Regions from separate parts of the Sus scrofa genome. Here region 2 is linked to region 1. Evidence: chromatin contacts called from public Hi-C data. All regions are on one chromosome and are shown on one strand. The core of a region is the stretch at or near the end of the contact, and the rest is flanking DNA. Distances in the headings are between cores, read along the strand shown. Region 1 overlaps FGL1 (fibrinogen-like protein 1). Region 2 holds the start of FGL1 (fibrinogen-like protein 1).

Evidence for each region. A called contact is a pair of places that touch in the nucleus more often than the background predicts.
Region 2: a contact with region 1 is called in a Hi-C map of skeletal muscle, with 4 times the contacts expected there. The contact joins the promoter of FGL1 here to the enhancer-like site in region 1. A contact is called at or near these places in 10 of 47 Hi-C or Micro-C datasets (embryonic fibroblasts, epiblast stem cells, fetal heart ventricle and 4 more) and 1 of 2 datasets of contacts at active chromatin or transcription factors (skeletal muscle).

Annotation. Positions count from the first base shown.
Region 1 is chr17:5,543,342-5,548,336 of Sscrofa11.1, forward strand. It overlaps FGL1 (fibrinogen-like protein 1), which reads right to left. Exons shown (of 8, transcript XM_021077952.1): 8 at 3,590-4,995. Among named protein-coding and RNA genes, the nearest start is that of MTUS1, 39 kb to the left of the region's middle. Within about 2 kb of position 2,415, at least 1 of the 83 cell types and tissues checked has an H3K27ac peak or open chromatin away from gene starts, as enhancers often do. A contact at or near this core is called in skeletal muscle, where this site is marked.
Region 2 is chr17:5,594,393-5,599,387 of Sscrofa11.1, forward strand. It overlaps FGL1 (fibrinogen-like protein 1), which reads right to left and starts at 2,042. Exons shown (of 8, transcript XM_021077952.1): 1 at 1,971-2,042. It overlaps PCM1 (pericentriolar material 1 protein), which reads left to right and starts at 2,607. Exons shown (of 41, transcript XM_021077917.1): 1 at 2,607-2,944.

The DNA.
Region 1 (4,995 bases), core at 1,165-3,664:
TGAACTCAAAAACGTAATACTTCTAAGATATACTCCTGGCCCCATTCCAATTACTATATGACCTTGAAGAAACTGCTTTTGAAGTTTTCTGTGTCTATAAAACCTGGATACTAGTACTATCTGTCCCAGATGGCTAGAATTGGATGAATTAATTAGTTCAAGCTGGAAAGGTCTTTGATAATGTTCACTGCTGAATATTCTTATTGTTAAGGGTGCAGGTGGAGGCAATGTGACAGCCCATCTATAATTAGAAAGGCCTAGAAACTGCAAATGGTGCCAACACCCCAGGAGTTAAGTGAAGGAGACAATACCCTGTGTCATTTTCTGCCTGAGACAAGCGGCTTGTTATGACTGAATGCCTAGGTCCCTCTTTCATCCTCTGGCAAAGGTTGCAGCTTGTCGTGAACATGCCCACCAGAGAGTGTAGTTTTTACTGGGTGTAAGCTTTTGAAGGCTGTGTTATAAATAAAGTGCTGACATTCATTAAAACACAGTCTCAGGATTACATGCTTGTTAATTCATTTGAGTCGAGAGTATAAAAAAGTCCTTCCCCAGAAATACCTGTCATCTGAAAAATGCAGAAAATTTCACCTAAAAAACGAAGGGAGTTTCTTTTGTGGCTCAATGGTAACGAAACTGAATAGTAGTATCCATGAGGATTTGGGTTTGATCCCTGGCCTTGCTCAAGATCTGGCAAGGATCTTAAAGGATCTGGCATTGCCATGAGTTTGTGGTGTAGGTCACAGACGAGGCTCAGATCTGGTTTGCTGTGGCTGTGGCACAGGCTGGCAGCTGTAGCTCCGATTCGACCCCTGGCCTTGGAACTTCCATATGCTGTGGGAGCAGCCCTAAAGAACAAAACAAAACAAACAAACAACAACAACAAAAAAAAAAACAAGGAAGAGGTCTAAAGCTTCTTTTAGAGCTTTCCTTTTCCCCAAAAAAACAAACCCTGTAGCATATAGCCAAGTGTTATGTGGAACCCAAATACATAAAATAGATAAAAACAGCTGTGTCAGATGAAAAAAAGAAAAAGGGAAGCTTTCATAGCTAAACATTAAACCATCTTCTTTATTGCTTGGAGTAATGTCCTATCTGTTGAGTTGTCATTTTCCCCAAATAATTTTGTGCTGGTAAAACAATAGATTATGTACTATACAGATGGATCTTGATTTTATGGTTTGCAGTCTTTCTGAAACTATACATCTTGGGCAAATTGGTGAAGCTGGTACTTTCAAGAACAACCCCTCTTCTACCTTTTCTCTTTTTTTCTTTTTAGGGCCACATTCACGACATATGGAGGTTCCAGGCTAGGGGTCAAATCAGAGCTGCAGTTGCTGGCCTACGCCACAGTCACAGCAACTCGAGATCTGAGCTGCATTTACAACCTACACCACCACTCACAGCAACGCCAGATCCTTAACCCACTGAGCAAGGCCAGGGATTGAACTTGCATCCTCATGGATACTAGTCAGATTCGTTTCTGCTGTGCCACAATGGGAATTTCTCTTCTACCTTATCTTAAAGATACTGTATATTTCTTGGTGGAAACTTTTTTTTTTGTACGATGTCTGGCATTTAGCATTATTGCTTTACATTATACTTTGCTTTCTTGGCCACAGTATATAATTACCTGATATAAATAAAAGTATATTTATGTTTCAGAAAGTGGTAAAGTTTAATAAATAATTCTCTAATGGTAAATTTTCAGAGAGATTTTTTTTATACTGGGGTCTTCCTGATGTTTTGACTTCAGGTAAACCAGTCCAATTTCCTTCTCCCACATTTAAACTTCTCAAATGACCTATCCTCTCTAACTGCTATTATTTCCTGCCCTATGCCTATTCTACCCACTAGTCTATTGAAATAGACTCTTCTGTCTTTTTAAGGCATTAACATTCTTTTTCATTCCTTCTGCATTGAAAACTATTATACTGAGATTTATGTAACACTATACTTACTTAGCTCCCCTCCTACTTCTCTGTAAAATCATTTTTTTCTCCTTTAAAAGCTTTTCTTCTTTTGATCTCCTAATTACATGAGGTCTTCATGCTACTGCTTGAGCAAAATAATACCCATATCTAAAATTGCCTCTGGTGCTCCATTATTTATTCCTCCCCAAGATCTATGGAACACCATTCCCACAAGACTATATTAAAAAAAAAAATCAGGAGCCATGGCACTTCTTTTGCCCATACATTTTAGCGATTATAAAATTAAATATTCTCCTTCATTATTTTACTTTCAGAGAGAATAACTGCACAACACAATTCTGGCCATTAAGGCCTAAGCTGAAGCCCGTTGACCCTACACGCTTCTTTCTGCTTTCAGCATGGCCTCGGAGCAAGAACTGCAGCAATGGCTTATGATCTTGAAGAAAGGGCAATGTGAGCTGCAGGGGTATCAGCTTCCATGTTGCAGAGCCCAGAACCGAGGCCAGCAACCTCCTACCTCCTGAGTTCTTGTTACATAAGATGAACAAATCCCTGTTTGTCTGGACCTCCAAATCAGGTGATTTATATTTTGCAGCTGAACCACTCCTAATCAGACATAAAATGCAACAGCGGTTCCCCCTCATCTGTGGGGAATACATTCAAAGACCTTCAGTAGTTGCTGAAAACCGTGGTCAGTATCAAACCCTATATAAACTGTGTTTTTTCCTGTACATACATACCTATGATAATGTTTAATTTATAAATCAGGAACAATAGGAGATTACAATAACTAATAATAAAAAAATACACTGTAATAAATAATAAATACACATTATGGAATGTGGTCTCTTTCTCTCTCTCCCTCTTAGAATATTTTATTCTACAAATCCAGTGCCTTTCCCATCTTAACTGAGCACTCACAATGCACCATGATGGTAACTTTTGTAGTGTGAGGTGAAATAGCAAAACTAGCATAAATTTCTTTTTTCCTCCTTTACATTTTCATGGGGGGGGGAATGATTCATTCTTACCATAGATGTTGACAACTTCAGCATAGGATTTTTCTGCATTCCTTATCACTTTGAGAGCTTCACCTTTTCACTTAAATGAAGCACTTTATGGCTCCTCTCAGGTATCTCTGAATTGCCAGCATCATAACTCTTGCACTTTTGGGCCATTATTAAGTAAAATAAGAGTTCCCTGCAATACACAACAGCTGATCTGATAATGTGGTTGACTACTAAGTGACTAACAGGTGGGATATGCTGGGAAGTTTCACCGCCTGGGTGGGACTGGGAGAATGTTCTCGAGATTTTATCCTGCCACTCAGAAGTTGCTAATTGAAAACTTACAATTTTTTTTTTTTTTTTTTAGGGCTGCACTTGTGGCATGTGGAGTTTCCCAGGCTAGGGGTACAATGGGAGCTACAGCTGCTGGCCTACACCATAGCCACAGTAACTTGGGATCTGAGCCACACCTGCAACCTACACCACAGCTCTTGGCAATGCTTGATCCTTAACTCACTGAACGAGGCCAGTGATTGAACCCGCAATCTCATGATTCCTAGTGGATTCGTTTCCGCTAGACCCCGATGGGAACTCCATCCCTCATATTTGAATACATATATGCCTTTATACAGTTTCATCTCCCATTTATTTCACTTGTTCATTAATTCACATTTATTTATAGAGCAGTTGGCTTGAGAAGAAAGGAACATTCTTTAGCATCAAGAAGGAAGGAAGTGAGAATGTGCAGAGATACAGGATTGATTTTGTATGACTTTTGACAGTTTCTTTCTTTCTTTCTTTCTTTTCTTTTTTTTTTTTTTTTTTTTTTTTTTGTCTTTTTAGGGCTGTACTCATGGCATATGGAGATTCCCAGGCTAGGGGTCGTATTAGAACTATAGCCGCTGGTCTATGCCACAGCCGCAGCAACATAGGATCCGAGCTGCCTCTGCAACCTATACTACAGCTCGCAGCAATGCTCAGTGGGATCCTTAACCCACTGAGCAAAGCCAGGGATCAAGCCTGTGCCCTCGTAGATGCTAATCAGATTTGTTTCCACTAAGCCACTTTGGCAACTTCTATAAATTGTTTATTTATGGAATTTTCTGTTTAAAAATTCCAAACCATGGGTAACTGAAACCTCAGAAAGGAAAACACAGATGGGGGGCACTACTTATAGGATGTTCTTGGAACTCAAAACACATCAGAATATTCAGGGACCCAAGACATACTCAAGAGAAGAAATCTGTTGCATTTTGTTTACTTTATCATCCACTAAGCTCGTTTGTTCAAGGAGCCCTTCTCTTCCTGTATTAACTCTTACTATCTCACGGAAATGCCGTTCCCTACATCCTCATTTTTCAAAGCGTGATCCCTAGAGCAGTAACATCTCCATCACCTGGAAACTTGTTAAACAACTAGGACCTGAGGCCCCACTCCAGAATCATTGTAACAAGATGCCCAGGTGATTTGTATGACATTGACATTTGAGAAGCACTGCTTTGGGAAACACTCTTTAGAGGAGAAAGTGCAACTAACCTTAACATATTTATGTAACCAGTTAGACATCTGTTATTATTGTCCCTTAATGCCTACTTCACTAATAGTCACAATTGGTTCTTGTTGACTGCTTACTTTGTGCAAAGCATTATTCTAAGTAGTTTTCCTGTGTAATCCTCAAAACTCAACCCTATGGGGCACGTACTAGTATAATCTCCATTTTACACATGAGATTACTGAGACTCAGAGAAGTTAAGCAGCCTACCCAAGGTCACACAGCTCTTAAGTGGCAGAATCCTTGATTGAAGGATCACTAAGCCATATTGCCTCTCTCTTTTTTTTTTAATTTTTGTTTTTTGTCTTTTTAGGCCCACATTTGCGGCATATGGAATTCCCAGGTTAGGGGTCAAATTGGAGCTACCCCCGACGGACCACGTCACAGTCACAGCAACTGGGGATCCAAGCTGAGTCTGCGACCTACACCACAGCTCACGGCAATGCCAGATCCTTAACCCACTGAGCAAGGCCAGGGATCAAACCTGTGTCCTCATGGATAC
Region 2 (4,995 bases), core at 792-3,291, 51 kb after region 1:
GAGCCACAGCAATGCCAGATCCGAGCTACATCCGCAACCAGGTAGCTCACAGCAACGTCTGATCCTTAAACCACTGAGTGAGGCCAGGGATCGAAGCCGCAATCTCATGGTTCCTAGTTGGATTTGTTTCCACTGAGCCAGGACGGGAACTCCTCCCGTGCATTTTCTTAATCAAAAAATCCCTCCAAGGAGTCAGTAGACCTCAGTTTAGACCTGGCCTCTTTCACTAGGAGCTGTCAGAACTTTGGTGATTTATTTAATCTATCATTGGTAAAATGAACTGATGCAGAACCAATCTCTTCAGGATAGTTGTGAGAATTAAGAAAGTCACAATAGGAGTTCCCATCGTGGCGCAGTGGTTAACGAATCCGACTAGGAACCATGAGGTTGCGGGTTCGATCCCTGCCCTTGCTCAGTGGGTTAACGATCCGGTGTTGCCGTGAGCTGTGGTGTAGGTCGCAGACGCGGCTCGGATCCCGCGTTGCTGTGGCTCTGGCGTAGACTGGCCCCTAGCCTAGGAACCTCCATATGCCGAGGGAGAGGCCCAAGAAATGGCAAAAAGACAAAAAAATAAATAAATAAAAAATTAAGGGCAAAAGTAAACCATTAAAAAAAAATAAAAAGAAAATCACAATAGATGAAATGCTTAGTACAAAATAAACACTATTTTTAAAAAAATCCTTCCAAGGTAAGAATATTATTAGTTTCTCCTCATTTCATAGATGAGGCAAATTGAAGCTCAGAAAGGTTAAGTAACTTATCCAAGATCTTAGAGCACGGTGGAATTACAATGAGGCCTAAGGCACGGTGGACTACAGTAAATACAATCCATTAGCTGCTCTGTGCTCTGAGTTTTCTTACAAAACAGAATTGATTTATATCATATCCTATTTCTTCATCATTCACTAAAATATTTGCTTTTAAAGGGCATGGACTATGCTTTTGTTACCTAAGTAATTAGCACTATTAGACATACAGAAAGTATTTTAAAATGTACCTCAGGGAGTTCCCTAGTAGTCTAGTGGTTAGGACTTAGTGCTTTCACCACTATGGCATGGATTCAGTCCTTGGTCTGGGAACTGAGATCCCATGTCAAGCCACTACACACTCTGGCCAAAAAAAAGTATGACAAATAAACAGTGTCAAAGATCACTGTACTGGAATGGAACCTGGATTCAGCTGCAAATTACAGCAGCAGGAAGGGTTTTATCTGAATTATGTACTGAGATGCAGTTCTATTAACTGCTTTTGTGAAAAAATTTCTATTGGTAACAGAACAATTTGCTGTTGGAACCCAGATGCCATTCTTCATTCTTCCTATTCTTATTTTGCGTAAAACAAAATTATCCCACAATTACAAACGGTCTTAAAAAAACAATGTCCTTGCATGCAAGAAAAATTGACTAGCATTTCAAAATTTTCAGATAGCCACACAGGCGTTGTCACTTGACCATATTTTTGGGGTTTGTAATGAAGTAGGACCCTGTGGGGCCTTGGGGGCACGTCTTTCCCCCCATATCCTCTGCTTTAGCTCCTCTCTGAAGTACCTAGATAACAGTATCTGATGCACATTTTCAGAGTTGTTTTACAGATGTGAAAACCTCCCACAAAACGCACGATGTTAACTACTTGATGACAATGAGCCCATGGCCCTCTAGCCTCCTGGAGCCTAAGGATTGATGTCAACCCGGAAGACACCACGCTGTTACTTCACCTTCAACCAGAGAGCTGTGCAGGAGCTGAACACACACCCTGCAACTCCCTTCCCTTACCTGGCTTTTAAAAATGCTTTGCCAAAACTCTTTACAGAGTTCCATGTTTTAGCAGCACGAGCCACCCTTCTCTTTGCATGGCCCTAAAATTAACTTTTCTCTGCTCCAAAATGATTTCTCTGTTTGACTTCACTATGCTTCCCGCGAACAAATTTGCATTCCCTAGCATTTTAAGGGAGAATGTGTAAATAAACTAACCTTAAAAGTGTCGCTGCTGAGAGAAGAATAAAAAAAGAATTCAAAGACCATAGTCTTAGAGAAAACTTCTGGATACTAAATTTTGATGAAGGTCAGCTGGTTCTTCAAAGGAAAAAGTAGGGCATTAATCCAAGGCGGTGTTAATTATTAACATGTGTGACTCTATCCTTGACCAGCTGTATGATGTTCCTCCAATTAACTCATGGGATTTTCCTCACGTGTAAACTTAGGACCAGATTGCACGGGCGCTTTTGTTTTCAACCTTCCTGTGAGGAAGCTCTTGGTGGACAGGGAACAGGAGAGCGATGCCCAGCTTTAGTCTTTAGTCTTTCCTTTCCAGCAAGCACAACCCGGAGCTGGAAGCCCCACGGAAACCACTACGCGCCTCCGCGCATTTCCCAGCTGCCTGAGGCGGAAGTCAACCCACTTCCGTCAGGGCCTCCAGCCCCTGGCAGGGCGATCGGCGCCCGAAGCGCACAGCATGTTGGGACTTGTAGTCATTTCTTTCGGGCGGCTGAGCGGGCGCGTATAACCTCAGGTTGACCTGGCATTCTGGGATATGTAGTCTCCAGTGGCTCGTTTGTGCAATAGGCACCGCTGCCAGAGGTGACACCATAGACTCCAGCGGATCACATGACTCCAGTCTAGAGCGTGGATCACACTGTAGCTCCCGCCCGGGCGAGTTTCGCCCCCGCGCGGCCGTTGCCGCGGAGACGGCGCATGTCTCCCCTCCCGTTGCCCCTCTGCAGTCCCCCCGCCCCTCTTCTCCCACCACAATGAGATCCTAAGATGGCGGTGGCTGCGGCGGTTGGCGCCGAGTAGCTGAAGTAGAAGAGGCGGCCATTGGGCCCTGAGCAGCCAGGGAACTTGGGGACTCTCCCTGGCTCGGACTCGAAGGGAAGACCGCTGCCGGTGGCGGGGCGTGGGAGCGACCGCTCCTCCGCTCTTGGCAGGAGCTTGTGCTTCGTTTACAGGTAATGCCTGCGCGTCCTCAGCCCTTGGCAACCGAGGGTAGCGCGGCTCTGGGCGGGAGAGCGACGGCCCTGACACGCTTGACCCTGGAGGGCCTGGGTCTGGGCTCCTGGGTCCTCTTGCTTCCAGTCTGCTGGGCAGGCAGCCCGCCCCTACTCCGGACGGACCGACGCAATCTCGGGGTACGCTTCTGGAGACGCAGTGGCGTTTTCGGAACTCCCTTCTAGCCTCCCCGCCCCTCTCTCTTTCTTGCCCGCGGAGGAGGCCGCCCTGCGCCTCGGGAGTTCCAGGAATGTCCGTTGCGAGGGGAGGAAACGGAGTAGGGGGCTGCGGTTTGATTGCCAGGGGCGGGGAGTCTAGTTTTTCATAGCCAGGGGCCTTCATCACTGCGCTTCTGCTCTCCCCTCTTCCCCCTAGATTCCATTCTGTGGGGCTCTGGATGTCCAGAATTTGGGGTGGCGAAGGGCGGATGAGGAGCGACGCGATTTGGGGGTTGGGCTGTGAGCAGCGGCGTTTTTGCTGTCTCGGGTGTTCTTGGAGCGGAAGGGCCGGGGGAGGCGTTCCTGAGTTTGGCCAAGAGGGGTTTTATGCTGGCGACGGGAATGTTAAATTTCCTAGCTCTTCCCTCCCCCCGCCATCCCTGACTGCAGGTCAGTTCGGATCGGCCCAGAGAGGGGAAAACTAAATGCCAAGTGGGATTTGGGGAACGTTGCTAGCTTTGCAGAAACTGACGTTTGGGAATTAGGTGGAAAGTCCTGCTTGGGAGGTGGACCGGCCGAATTTTTAATCCCGCCGCCCGCGCCTCAATTTCGTCACGATCGCCATGTCTGGATTTTTTTTTTTTTTTTTTTGGACCGATTCGAGGTCTGTCTGTGTCTTGGGTTCTGTGGGTGACGGATCGTGTTTTGGCGTCAGAAGAAGCGGGCTTTCTGAGTGCCCCTTCCACCCCCGCCCCATAACTACCTTCCAGACTCCGCCTTCTGGTATTCTCTGGTTACTGGAGTGGGTGTTGTAAAGCTTCGGGTGCACCTGCTCCTCTCTTTCCCTTTCACCTTCCCAGTGAGGGCCACTGGAAACCATTGTAATTCTTAGTTTTTGAAACTAAGAAAGTAAACCTTGAAAAGTAAACCTTGTGTTTATGTAGCGTCGAGGGTTTTGTTTTTGTTTTGTTTTAATAAAGTAGCTAGCTAGCTTTATGAAAAAAATAAAATTTTTTCAATAACGAGTATGCAAAGTTCTGCAGTAGTTTTGAGTGACAGGGAGTTAATGACTTGATCAATCCGAAGAATAAAGCTTTGGCATGGATCTTTACATGATAATTGCATTAGTAGATATTAAGATATCACATTGTTATTTGGTAGAATCTTACACGTTTGGAGGATTTAAACATTTATGTATACCACATTGTATTCCTAAAGGATTAAAGTAAGTTGAGTTTAAAATATTAATAAATTTTTCCTTTCCTGTCGATTTTCTAGACATACTTTAGGCTATAAATATAGTGTTTGTTATTCTGTGCTTCATAGTGTAAGTATAGAATTTACTGAAGTGTTTGTTTTTTTAAATCATAAGCCGACAGCAGCTTTGCAGCCTGAAGTAGGAAAGCAAAAACTAGTTTCTAAACAGGTAATTTGACATCATTATATATGTTGTTGGTCTTCCTATTATAGTAGAGGACTTTATGATGGAGGCTGCTATCAAAATACCAGTGCATGGTTGAGGGCTCTCTCTATGTAGTAAACAGTCCAGGTTTGCTGCCCTGTTTCTCCTGCTTTTTAAAAAGCCTGCCAATTTGGTATGCTTTCCTACTTTTGTTAGAAAAAAGCCATATTATTCCTAATTATTAAATACTAGAATAGTTTATGCAGTACCATTCAAAATGTCTTTGTCTTCACAGAATTTCTTCAGCCCATTGAATTTAACTGTGTCCTATAACAACTATTTGGATAGCTTCTTGTTCCAGAGTCATTTAATCTTAAGTCATCCTCTACAACTTTTCTATTAATTGGCTTTTTTTTTTTTTAATTCACAAACTCCTCTACTTTTTGAGCTT